Regions from separate parts of the Mus musculus genome. Here region 1 is linked to region 2. A link is a contact called in public Micro-C data. All regions are on one chromosome and are shown on one strand. The core of a region is the stretch at or near the end of the contact, and the rest is flanking DNA. Distances in the headings are between cores, read along the strand shown. Region 1 holds the start of Tmem186 (transmembrane protein 186). Region 2 holds the start of Eef2kmt (eukaryotic elongation factor 2 lysine methyltransferase).

Evidence for each region. Hi-C and Micro-C count contacts between places; a contact is called where the count stands out from the background.
Region 1: a Micro-C map of the G1E-ER4 cell line shows a contact between it and region 2, with 5 times the contacts expected there. The contact joins the promoter of Tmem186 here to the promoter of Eef2kmt in region 2. A contact is called at or near these places in 3 of 39 promoter capture datasets (cranial neural crest, maxillary cranial neural crest and second pharyngeal arch cranial neural crest) and 1 of 484 Hi-C or Micro-C datasets (the G1E-ER4 cell line).

The regions. Positions count from the first base shown.
Region 1 is chr16:8,635,095-8,641,688 of GRCm38.p6, reverse strand. It overlaps Tmem186 (transmembrane protein 186), which reads left to right and starts at 3,978. Exons shown (of 2, transcript NM_025708.5): 1 at 3,978-4,203; 2 at 5,297-6,594. The coding sequence starts at 4,201. The coding sequence ends at 5,944. It overlaps Pmm2 (phosphomannomutase 2), which reads right to left and starts at 3,982. Exons shown (of 9, transcript NM_016881.3): 1 at 3,861-3,982. The coding sequence starts at 3,914.
Region 2 is chr16:5,253,286-5,259,872 of GRCm38.p6, reverse strand. It overlaps Eef2kmt (eukaryotic elongation factor 2 lysine methyltransferase), which reads left to right and starts at 3,917. Exons shown (of 8, transcript NM_027446.2): 1 at 3,917-4,032. The coding sequence starts at 3,937. Gm15983 (a long non-coding RNA gene) reads right to left here and starts at 3,910. Exons shown (of 3, transcript XR_003951974.1): 1 at 3,862-3,910.

The DNA of each region.
Region 1 (6,594 bases), core at 2,729-5,228, 3.4 Mb before region 2:
CCTCCACATTCCTACCCTCACTGCTTTTGATAAGGAACAGAGATATGGAACTGTTAGCAAAATAAACCCTTTTCTCCCCAAGTTACCTTTTGGTTAGGTGTTTCACTGCTGCAGGAGGTAAGCCTACAGCAGGGCCTTAGGATGCATCTTTTATACTTTTTGTTGATTTGGTTTTATGGGTGCTGAGGAGTCAGTGCAGCCTTCTGCATTCTAGGCAAACACCCCACCACTGAGATGCAGCCCCAGCCACATTTCCCCAACTTCTTGTTTGTTTGTTTGTTTGTTTTTGAGACAAGGTTTCTCTGTGTAACAGCTCTGATTGTCCTAAAACTCACTTTATAGACCAGGTTTGCTTTGAACTCATAGAGATCCACCTGCCTCTGCCTCCCAAGTGCTGGGATTAAATGTATGCAACACCATACTTGGCTTTCCTCTCAACTTTTGACAGAGAAATACTGACTTACTAAAAAAGAACTAGAACTTTGCTAGTTGTCTCTTTGGGCCACTGAATTAATCCCCAAGTGGTTTGCTACATCAGAATGGTTGATAGGGAAGACTACAAAATTAAAGAAATGGAATTCTAACCACAGCAAAGCAGTCCCACCTTCAGCAGAAGGGCAACTCAAGCTTTGCACGCTGATGAGCCACATGGCACTGTGGTCAGCCAACGTGACACATCCTGCTGTATCCTCTCAATTCACAGGACAATTTCCTTAGCTCTGTGCCCACCTGAGCTCTTTCTGTAGCTTTTTTCTCAGCTTAAATATCGCCAAAGTGAAGAGGTTGTGAAAATACCTTTGATGCTCATGCTTACCAGCTGATTTCAAAAGTGAAACAGACAACCAATCCTGAGAATTATAAAACAATATAATAAGCAGGTTAACACCTGAAAAATGGAATTGAGGTGAAAGAAAAAGAATTATGGAAGGTATTTCAGAGGTGGCAACAGCTGTGGATTCCAGGAGGCATCAAACAGACCTGTGTGCCATTAGACCAATAACTAAGTATTACTGGAGCAGAACACTGACGCTCTATGTCGGTGTTCCTGTGGCTTCTGTCCCACAGAGAGTTAAATAGCTGTGACAGAGACTATGTGGCCTGCAAACCTCAACATACTGACTCTCTGGGCCTGGGGGCTAGCTTAGCAGGAGTGCTTTCCTAGCTTGTTCAAGCTGTTGGGCTCGATCTCCACAACCAACAAATAAATGTGTGTGTGTGTGTGCGTGTGTGTGTGTGCGCGCGCGCTTCTGCCTTGTACAGAAGAGTATGCCAACTCTGCACTATGGTAATAGAATACTAGTGAGATGTGACTCTGAGCATTGAAGGGCGGTACCCTTGACCTTCATGCTGAGAGGAAAGGGGTGAAGTAGCTCAGTGACCCTGGTTTAAAGTCACTCAACAAGAGCAAACACACAGTGACAGGGACTGGGCTTCTCTGTTCATTATTTTTGTCAATGATCTCTGTGAGATTTTCCAGGATGCCACAGTTGGAAAATGATTCATGAAGCTGTTAGGGCCTGAATCCATTTGTCTTCTTTTGTTCTGAATCTTATCTCAAGTTACGGGGTAGGGAAGAAAGCACCCAGGAAGACAGACTTCTATACAAACAGGGAAATGTGCAAACCTCTGGGTCCGTGCTAATCACGTGGAGCCTACAGAGGCCATATCCTGTTACAACAACCACAATAAAAGATAACCTGTTCTTCCTCTTCCAGATTGCACTGTGATTAGTGATGTTTGATAACGCACACAGATGAGACAGGGAAGGCGGATGATACATAGATCTGTTGCTAGAATATTTTAATTGCAGAACCCAACATACAGGAAACTTCTCTTCTAAATTACTTTTCTCTTATTGTTACAATTGCTTGTGATCACTGCCCGCATGGTGTTCTAAGGGTTGAAAGCACATCTGGATCACCTGGCTCCTTCTCTATCTTATACTTCATGTCCATCTACTGCCATTTAGCTAGGGACACGGAAGCACTTTCCCAGTAGCTTATCTAGTACCTGGAGTGGTCTCCACCCTTGCACAGGAAAAGGAAATGACAAACAAGACCGTCAACAGTGCCCTGGAGCTTAGGTCCTTGAAGCACAGCTGCCGTAAGAAACGGAGGTGCCACGTCTTAATAGTTTTACTTCAGTTTCCTTATGGTAGAATGGTAGCAGCTGGACAGTAAATGCCTTTATTCTCAGCACTCAGAAGGCAGAGGCAGAGGCAGGGGGATCTCCATGAGTTCGAGGCCAGCATGGTCTACAGAGATAATTCAAGGACAGGCAAAGCTACACCAAGAATCCCTGCCTTGAAAAAACAAAAAACCAGCAGGGCAGTGGTGGCACACGCCTTTAATCCCAGCACTCGGGAGGCAGAGACAGGCGGATTTCTGAGTTCGAGGCCAGCCTGGTCTACAGAGTGAGTTCCAGGACAGCCAGGACTATACAGAGAAACCCTGTCTCGAAAAAAACAAAACACAAAGATCTATTCCACAGCCTGGTAAAGTACTTGGTCAAAAGCTATGACTCAGGAGCTCACAGGCACTATGGGGAAACCTACTAGTGTTCTTTTTGTTAAATGGAAATCTTGTCAAATTGCCTTCTAAATATTTATGTTTATATCCATAGATTAATGCCACTCTCAAGCCTGGTAAGAAAAGTTTCTCTTTGTAGTGGCAGTGGTCAATGCAGACGCATACCTGGACAAAGTGCTAAGAATAAGTGCCCTTTATCAACCCTGTCCAGGCTCAGGGGACAGAAAGAATGTAAGAGCCAGAGGACGGGGAGGAGCGTGGCGAATGAAATGCTGTCTTCTGGACATTATATGGCTGTTGCCTGCATGAATTCAGCAACTGTGGTTCCCTGCACAAGATCAAGTCAGTTAACATTCCAGCATGGGTGATATGTTGCCCATCACTTGGGGTGTGTTAGTGTGTAGCACTAACTGGACTTAGTGAGGTATTAAAATAAGAATTTTAAAAAGGACATGAAAATGGAAGAGGGATGTGTGAGTAGGTGTTCCCCAGAGGGAGCACAGGAAGGTTGGGGGTGAATATGATCAGATACACTGTACACATGTAATTGCAAAGGAATAAAAAAATTAAAAAGATAAGACTCACATATCTAAGGTTACACACACTTAACATGGGCTTCTGGAACAGTCCACGAAATCTAAAAGGAGTGGGGCAGAGACACCCAAGCTATTTAAGCCCAGTGTCAAGTTTGAGTGATTTCTGCTCAACCACGAATTTGTGTATAGGAGGCAGAAAGAATGTCATCACCACAACGAAACCACACAAACTTATCTTTGGCCCTAACAGCAAAATCTGTTAGCGGAACAAAGTCCCATTGGATCCTTGATCCTTTCAGCAAACAGCCTATTACTACCTGGGTCCCCATTGCTGCAGGGGCTCACTTTTGAGGCCTGATCTGGCGAGGAACTGTCATGAATTTCAGTGATCCTCACCAAAACATCCCAAGCAACAGGCAATGCCCCAGTTAAAGTGGCTTCAAGGGCTCCGAGAAAGATTTGCTGAAGGTCAGACGACTGAGAACCTGCCTTTGGTATATTAGAAGAGACAGCCAAAGGTGACAGGGCTGGGGAGGCGAAACAGCAGGTCAGAGGGCCGAGGCTGGAGTTCAAGCCAGGTCACCAGCCCCGAGGGCCCGAGAAGAAACTCAGGCCCGAACTTTCAGACTCTGAACACGTTTCCTACTCGGAAGGTTTTTTGGGGGCCCCCTCCCTGCGCACCCCACTCAGGACCCCGCTCAGGACTCGCGTCTCCTGGTTCCCGGACAGTCGTTACCGCGGTCTAGGGCAGCAAGGGCTCTGCTCCACCACCGCGAGCCTCCCGGGCGCCGCCTACCTGCCGCGGGGCAGTCAGGGTCCCATCCATGTCGAAGAGACAGAGAGTGGCCATTTCTCCAGTCAGAAACCTCGACCGCACCAGGAACTCTACCCGGAACTCTACCCGGAACTTCCGGGTCCGCTCCGAGCCCTGGAGTTCCAAGGCACCATGGGAAGATTCCCTAATGGTTCACAGAACACCGGTGGCGGTTACAAAATTTGAACTACAGTTCCCAAGCCATAGTAATTTTTTTTTTTTTTTTTGAATTAGCGCATGCGGGTTTTTAACCGCCCGCGCATGCGCCCTTCAACTTTCCGGTGACAAGTACAGCGTGCGTCCTGTAGCAGGCGGCGGGCTCATGGTAGGAATGTCAGGAGGGAACGCGCTCCCCGTCCCCGGTCGGGTCTAGGACTGGCAGGCAGGACGCCTGGGCTGACCATTCGGGAAACCGGCCAGTGGAAGGCCAGAGTCTATTAGCTTGGGCTGTTTTCCTGCTTTGTCCCGGGCCCTTGGGTCACGTGGACGGTCTGCGTCGCTGCCACTTCGTACGTACACACCCGGTTCAGAGCTTAAGAGCCGTGTCTCCCTCAGCGTATTCTGAGGTTTTCTTTGGAAGGGTGAAGAAGGATGCACAGCTAGTGTCCTCTTGACTCCAAAGCCCAGAATCTGCTCACTCCAGAGAACCACAGGCAGTGTGTTGAGGGCCTCCGTGCCTCACGTCTCTGCTTCCTTCCCAGACAGGTTAATGATACAAAGAGGTTCTCTGGCCGCGCAAGGCACTCGGAGAACTGCAGAGGTCCTGTGATAAGTACCCCACGGCTTTGTTGTGTGGGGTTCTGACACCGATTGATTTACCCCTTAAGGAAGGGCGGTCCTTCAAGTCCGCTGTTGCCCGGTCTCTAGTGAATAGCTGAAACGACAGGTTTTCTATGTTCATTTAGACCTGCCTAGGAGGAAGGGCCCGTCCGAGCTCCAGACTGCCCGTGTTTCCCTGTACTTGGGGCTGTGAGGTGGGGTGGGGGAGGGCTTAGGTTCTTAAAAATGTTTTTGTTGTTTTGTTTTAATCTTGTGTGTTTAGTTTGTGTGCATATGCTTGTGCTTTGGCATACGGGGCTCCAGGACGTACTGCGTGAGTAATTTCTCTTCCTTCACCGTGTTGGCCTGAGGGATCAAATTCAAGTTACCCGGTTTGGTACCAAGCACCTGTACTAGATGGGCTATCTCACTAACTGCGACTAGGGTTTTGTTTGTTTAGTTGTAAAAATGGGAGAAGGTACCTATTTAGAATAGAATTCCACCAAAAAAAAAAAAAAATTAAGTGTCTGGCTTTATCACTTTCCTCTGGAAGTCATGGTGACTTTCCAGGAGCGGTTGAAGCCCTTCTGGGAGATGCTTTGTCTTGTTCATTGTGTGATTAGCATGGGTGACTTCTGAAATGAACCTCTCTCTTCCAGGCTTTCCTCCTTCGAGTCGTGCCAAGGTTGCAGGGGCCCACTGCATGGAGGAGGCCTCTACAGGGACTATGGTGCTGCTCTGGGCAGGGGGATTCCAAAAGGTGGGTGGGGAGCAGGTCTCCCCACTCACGGGAGAAGTCACCAGGCACCGAGACCGAAACATTCCATACAATCTACCGGTTCCGAGCCATCCGAGCAATTGGGTTCCTCTCGCGGCTGAAGTTGGCCCAGACAGCTGTGACTGTGGTGGCCCTGCCCCCGGGCTTCTATTGCTACTCACAAGGCCTCATGACCCTCAGTTCACTGTGCCTTCTGGGTGGGGTCGCCAGCTTTGCCCTGGCCATGCTCTGTTGGATGAGCCACTTCTTCCGGAGACTGGTGGGCATCCTGTATGTGAACGAGTCGGGCACCCTGCTCCGAGTGGCCCACCTGACCTTCTGGGGCTGGCGGCAGGACACGTACTGTGCCGTGTCAGACATGATACCCCTGTCAGAATCCCAGGAACGGGTTCAGGATGTGTTTGTACGCATCCAGCAGTACAGTGGCAAGCAGACCTTCTACCTCACCTTACGCTATGGCCGAATCCTGGACAGGGAACGGTTCGCACAAGTGTTCGGAACTCTGGCCACACTGAAGAACAGCAAGTAGGCCTCTCATAGCCCTCGTTACACTTGGATTTTAGACAGAAGGCCTAGGACATGGATGAGACAAAGCTAATACCAGGGACTGGGCTGGTGCTCACTTTGTAGAATGCTTGTTTAGTGTGCAGGATGTGAAGCCCTGGGTTCAGACCCTAGCACTGCATAGAACAAGGCATGGCTATGCCTGCCTGTACTCAGAACTGGTGACACAGGCAGGTGGAGAAAAAGTTCAAGGTTGTTTTGGCCCAAAAAGGAAGCTTTAGGAAAAAGCCCTTAGTGGAACATAGGACATCCCATCATATAGTGGCGAGAAGTTTCTGTGAAGAGGCAGTTGTTGGAGGAGTGCTATGCCAAGGTCACTAAGGCAGACCGCTGCTGTAAAGCTGGGAGGCAGGAGGGTTGGCAGAGGAGCACAGGATGTGGGGTCTGGGGACTTGGGTTCTGCTGAGCCTTAGCTCCTTGACAAGTTTCTGAACCTTGAATTGCATTGTGAGATGGAAAACCCTTCTCATGGGAACGGGTATGGCTAGGACTTTGTGACAGAGCTCTTGCCTAGCATGTATAAGGTCCTAAGTTCCATCCCCAGCACCACAGAACAGGCAAAACCAGTGAATACTGAGTGCTGTATAAGGTACACAGCCCAGAGCTTACAACATA
Region 2 (6,587 bases), core at 2,668-5,167:
AAGAAAGATCGCTCAGTAGTAAAGGCACTTGCCCCTAAGCCTGACAACATGAGTTGTGTTTAAGTTTGTCTGTTCTGAGAAAGTTCTGTTAATCTTTAGTGCGCGCTTGCTTGTGTTTATTTACATGTTTTTCTGAACTCAAGCAACCTTGCCTGGATCGCTGCTCTTGTTGTGACAGTCCCATATAAAAGCACACTGACACTGAAGTCAGGCTTTCTCCAGCACCAGGCTGTAGTCTGCCCCATTCCTTCAGCTCCTTAGATCCCAGGGCTAGCAGACAAGATCTGTACAGATTGGCTGAAAAATCCACAGGTAAGCAAGCAAAAGAACAAAGGCTTTTCTTATTTTATTTTATTTTATTTTATTTTATTTATTATATGTAAGTACACTGTAGCTGTCTTCAGACACTCCAGAAGAGGGCATCAGATTTCGTTATGAATGGTTGTGAGCCACCATGTGGTTGCTGGGATTTGAACTCAGGACCTTTGGAAGAGCAGTCAGCACTCTTAACCACTGAGCCATCTCGCCAGCCAAACAAAGCTTTTTATTTCTATATCCTTATATAATCTTCCAGCAGCAGGTATGGCCCAGATAAAGCATGTATCCTCCTGCCTCAAGATCCAAATCAAAGGTGTGTGTCTTTCTACCTCAAAGGTTCAGACTAGAAGTGGACCCATTTCACCCACTTCAAACCAAGCAGGGGTTGATAACATCTGCAGCCACTCCACTTCCAAAATCTATGCTCACTCCCAGGAGCCAGGGGTTAGGAATTCCAGCCTAACTCTGCAGAGAAGACACTTCAATCCTTAATACTGGTCCCATCACGAACACAAATATTCTACAGTCTGGAGCTAACAGTGTAGCTTAATAGGTAGAGTGCTTACCTAGCATGCCTAAAGCCTTGGGTTCAGTCTCCAACACTGCTTCCAAAGAGTATGATGGCCTGTACTTGTAATCCTAGCACTTTGGGAGGTGGGGGCAGGTTATCCTCGGCTACACAGCAAGTTGGAAGGCAGACCTTGTTGGAAGTTGGAAGGCATGAGACCTTGTCTCAAAAGCAACAGAACAAAACCACAAAACCTTCATATAACCTTGGTGTTCCTCTGTGTGTCCCAGTAGTTGGATTATTACACCAGTCTTCTTATATGCATTATACTTGACCCTGCTGAGACTTTAACATAGCACCTGTCTCCAAAGCTGCGGGGCTTCTTGGATGCTGGAAACAGCCTGAGGAAGGTTGAAACTTTATTTAACCTTAAATTCCATTATAGAGTCTGCATTTGGTGCAATTTATATTTGAGCTATAAAATTTTTCTATAAGTTGAAACATGACCTATAAAAGGTCACTGCACCCTGAAGCAACATTCTAGGAAGAAATCAATTGGCCCTTTTTCTTACAGAAACCATTAGCCAGAGAAGAGATAGAGGAAAAAACTTCTTCATGCTGATTGAACTCCCAAACCCAAAGCATAATTTCTAAAAGGCAATGGCTTCATATAGCTAAAATGCATTAGGTTATTATTAGATTACAGGGAGCCTTTAATGTAGCCCCTGCACTACTGCCTCTTACAATGAAGGTGCAGAAACACTCAGATCAGACATCGACATCAGGAATCAGCACTCTTACACCTGAACACATCACGCCTGTGAGGTTCCTGGGTTCTCAAAAGTCCTTCGGTGAATTGGGTTCAGTTGGTAAAGGGCTTGCCTTACAAGTATGAGAAATGGAATTGAATCCATTCATCCAGAGTCATCCACACTTGTAACACCAGTGTTAATTTGTAGGGAGCAGCCAGACTAGCAGTGGGATCCAGGAACAATGCCAGGCCCTGTCTCAAAAAAACTGAGAGGAACAGGAACAGTAATGGAGATGCACTGTGTGCGCGCTCGCTGGCGCATACACACACACACACACACACACACACACACACACACACACACACACACACAGGATCCCTCTGTGACTTGTCCCTCCTACATTCAGATCTAATTAAAATGCATGATTTTTGTTGCACTCCAAGATAAGATGGCTCTGTAGCCCACGTAGGGTCTTTTTTCAAACTGTTCTTGTCTGTGGTATCAAAAGGTTAGACCAGCTTCCACTGGCTAATACTTTAGGATACATCATGTAGTACTACTATGATGCCAACTGCTGCTCTTTTGTTCTGTAGCAGCAGTGATCAATCACTAATATGAGTGATGTACAAGTGTATCTCTCTGGTTCCCATTTCTTGTATCACCAATTGCAGGCAGGGAACTGATCAAAATGGCACAGGCAAGTGAGCGCCCCGGAGGCCACTCTAAGCCAGCCTTCCTCAGTCACCAGGTCCCATGCTCCTTGGGTGAGTGCAGCATGAGGAATATGCAATGTGAGTCACAGTAATAGTCCAGCATGGCGGCACACACCGAGAAGCCTGGGTGCTTTGGAGGCTGAGGCAGGAGCATCACTGCAAGGTTCGGGCCAAGACGGGCTACAAAGAGAATACCAACCTAGCCAGGTCTGCATAGCAAGACACTGTAAAACAAACCAATAATGCTACTTCAATAACTCAGTGGGTATAGGCACTTGCCAAATGGCTTGAGTTCAACCCACATGGTAGAAGGAAAGAACCAACTTCTTCAAGCCATCCTCTGACTTCTATTTATGTGTGGTGGATCACAAACACACACATACACAAATAATCAATGTAAAGAAATTAAAAGGCAAAATCCCACAGAAACAATCATAGTTCATTTTATTTAAATCAAGTCAGCTCAGGGAATAAAAGACCAATCCCATCTTGGTCCCCTATGCTGGCCTGGATTTTTGGAGGGTCACAGACCTGACTGTAATTAATTCCCTTCTGTTGTTCTCCAAAACAAACCTCAGGATTTCTTGTCTAAAGGAGGTAATGGGATACAATCTGTCCCCTTCATCAACATTCTGCAAGTATATTTAACAAGCTAGCTCTAGAAGCTTCCAAATGGAGATTTTGAGACATTTGCTAAACTGAACTGTTACACCTTGAATGACAGTGCACACTTGGAGGACAACAGGGGTGGCTTGCCAGTGTCCTGCCTTTCAACTCTAGGGACTTTGAACAGAATACTCTGCCACCCACTGCAGCTAACTCCCACTCTTAGTTCAGATTCTATTCCTTGCAAGATGAAACAAAACTCCTGCTGGAAGCCTCTGCAATTCTGTGCACTAATTTTCAGAGCAGATACTGTTACTGTTATATGTGTGTGTGTGTGTGAACACATATACACAAATAACGTAAAGAAATTAAAAGATGAAACCCCACAGAAACAATCTCAGTTCATTTTATTTAAATGAACCCAGTTCAGGGAATAAAGACCAACTCCTTGGTCCCCTATGCTGACCTGGCTTCGTGGATGTGTGTGTGTACACGCGCGCACTCGCGCGTGTGCGTGCGCAGGTAGGCTGAAGGATCCCAGGTATCACTTCCTAACACCCAGGTGGGGTTAGACCCCTCCAAAAATCTTCCTCGGCTACTTCGAGGGCAGACCCACCCTAGCCTCGCCCCCGGCTGATCTGAGCTCGCCCCAGACCACCCAAAGACAACCGGCTAAGAGTTGCTCAACCTCAATCTCAGCCCCACCCCCATTCCCGCTCGGGCCCACCTTCCAACCCCCAGTTCCTGCCAAGGACCGCCCTCTGAGCCCCGCCCCCAAGCCAGTCTAGGCTTCGCCTCCAAGTTGCCAGCTCCAGCTCCAGGAACTGTTTAAAACGCTCCCCAGTCAGGCCCAACCCGGCCCGGTCCGCCTCTAACCCTGCCCCACCGTACTCCCCGCCCCGCGGGCACCATCTTGCCCCGCCTCCTGGGCCGGAACATAGACTAGCCCCCGCCCACATCTTACCTCCTAGTTGCCACGCCTCCTCCGTCTCAGGCCTCGCTTCCGCCCGTTTCCAGGCAACCCTGGCCCTGCCCCGCGATGGCGCCTGAGGACCACGAGGGGGCCACGTCTCTGCTGCAGAGTTTCGAGCGCCGCTTCCTGGCGGCTCGCGCGCTGCCCTCCTTTCCCTGGCAGGTGGGCGGCGGGCGTGCGGCGGGTATCAGGGTCGAGCACCACGGGCGGCGGGGCCGGGAGTCTCGGGCCGCCTTTGCTCACCGCTGGACTGGGGGAGGCAGGCGGGCCCTTCCCCGGCAGGGTTTACAGGGTCACGAACCGGGCTGGATTATTTTAGCAACTTTTAAGCCAGTAATCGGTCATCTTGGCGACTGCAAAACAACTTTGAAAAACTAAACGTCTTCAAATGGCAAGAGCCGCGCTCTCCTGAAAAGGAGGCCAGGTCCCCATCCGAAGGGCAGGCTTCAGGCAGAACCGTCTCAGAGGGAGTTCGGACTGAAAATGGTGCTTCCCTGTGGCCTGGGGACCTGCAGCTCGGACGCGAGGATCCTTTAGAGCGTGCCTCGCTGTTAACTCTTGTGCGGTGAGCTCACCGGCATGAGTTACTATAGATTTGTATTCCTCCAGAGTCTACCCGGTTTCGTTGGGTGGTTTGGGTAGTTGTATTATTTCATCGACATAAAATATCTCTGGTCTTAACGCAAAACGAAACCCGAATAACATATAAGTCCTTATTCAATGTCAACTGTAATAATAGTTCATGTGCTGTGCTAAGTACTTGCTCAGGGTCACCCACAGTGCACAGCACTGGCGTCTGTGGTCACTCCATTTGACCAGGAGTTTAAGAAGGAAAGAATCAGAGCTCTGGCCGGGGAGGCCAGCTTCCTGCTTATAGTTCTAATTCAACCCCCTGTGTGCTGTGGGACTTTACAAGAGGCTACATCTCTGTGCCATCATTTCTAATTAATACAGTAAAGGATACAATGATAGCAGCCTCTTGCTACTAAACAGCTGGACTTCTTTTCCTTTGCCCAGCTAGAAATCATAGATAGACAAAAAGTTCTGGGAGTGCTGATCTCTGCTGACTGTGTTTTTCTGTGCCGGCTGTAGGCAGACAAGACCAGTAATTGCAGGTTTCTTGAGTGTAGGGCCCTTGGCCCTCCGGGAGTTCTTAGGACATTTTTGGCTGCGAGCTTCCCAGCAGGCCAAGGTATTGGATTTCTTCAGCCCTTGGCAGCAGCCCTTAGAAACATACAGCTCTTGTGCAGGTCTTGGAAGTGCGGATTCATTAGCTCTTGACCATGGCCAGCCTGTCTGCTTTTACAATTCTGCCGTCCACTGTTGAGCCTTGACTGGGTCTGCTTTCTCCTTGTTACCCCCGCAGCCCGCACTACTAAAGTAGGCAAGAGACTCTTCCCAGGAGGTAGCGCGGGAGGGTTCCTTACAGTCTACTCCCTCTTTGACCACAGCAGCAGGCTGTGTAGGTGTCTGAACCAATCACGGCTTTGCCTCTTGTTCCATCCCAGCCATCCTTCCGCTACGCCACTAGGGGGCGTGCTCCCCTCTGTCCCACAGGAAATGAGTGCAGAGCAATACACTGTACACCCAGGTTTGTAACAGCAAAAAGTTTCAAACAGCCCCGGCTGAGCCCGCAGCTTCAGCAGTCATGACAATCAGGTCTGGTTGTCTAAGGGTGTTTATGGAGTGTTCAGGCAGCCAAGGCTGGTATAAGCTGTCAGACTGACAATCCTTTTGCTGAAGGCAACCAAGGTAGAAAGGGAGAGTCCCACAGCTCCAAATTAGGGAGTCATACTGCCCCATCCCCCAAACTGTAGCTTATGTATAGGAGAATGAACATAAGAGCGCTTCTACCAAGAACCTAAAGACTATCATGAACACGAATTGTGGACTTAACCGCCTGATTACTGTTGCTCCTGTATACTGTTGGCAGCCCCTCCTGTATCTCACTTTGTGGGAGTACGTGGGTACAAACCCTGACTTCCACCTGACTGTGGAAGTGCACTGAGTGCCTCCTAGCAGTTACTGGGTCAGTAAGTATTTACTGAATGCCGTCCATGAGCTGCACACCAGGGCACATCATAACACATGAGAAGCCAGCCCTAAAACAGTAAGGAACCAGAAGACACCAGGCAAAACCATGTGTGGCAGCTCATGCCTATAACCACAGCTTGGGGTCCTAAAGCAGGAGAGTCTGTGGATTAGAGGCCAGCCCCAGCTACAAGATGAGACCCTGTCTCAGACGGATGAAAAAATAAACAAGGAAATGACAAACAAAGTAGAGTCATCAAAGGCCTCCCCAAAGAGGTACTTGAACTGCTACCCAAGCCCCAGGGATGGTCTCAGAGAAGAGGGAGCAAAGGTCTTGTGGTAGAAACATGGTTGCCGTGCTTAAGAGCAGCAAGCCAGCTGCTGTGGCCACAGTGCAGGGAGCAGAAATAACACTGTATAGCTGTGCTCAGAAAAGGGTCAAGGCAGATTGTAGAGAACCTGATTGACATAAAGTGGCTTGCTGTGTGTCACATACCTGCCTGACTGGAGTTGTAGCTATAGTCCCTGTGTCAAAGATGCCGTCCTCAGGCTTGGCACCACACATCTGAGTCTCCATTTTAGCTTAGAGAGCAGATCTCAGGCCTTTACGCTGTAACTTGTTCCCAGCTTACCAGCTCAGCCCCAAAGTTGCCATGACCCCATGACTTCTGGCTGGGCAGCCACAT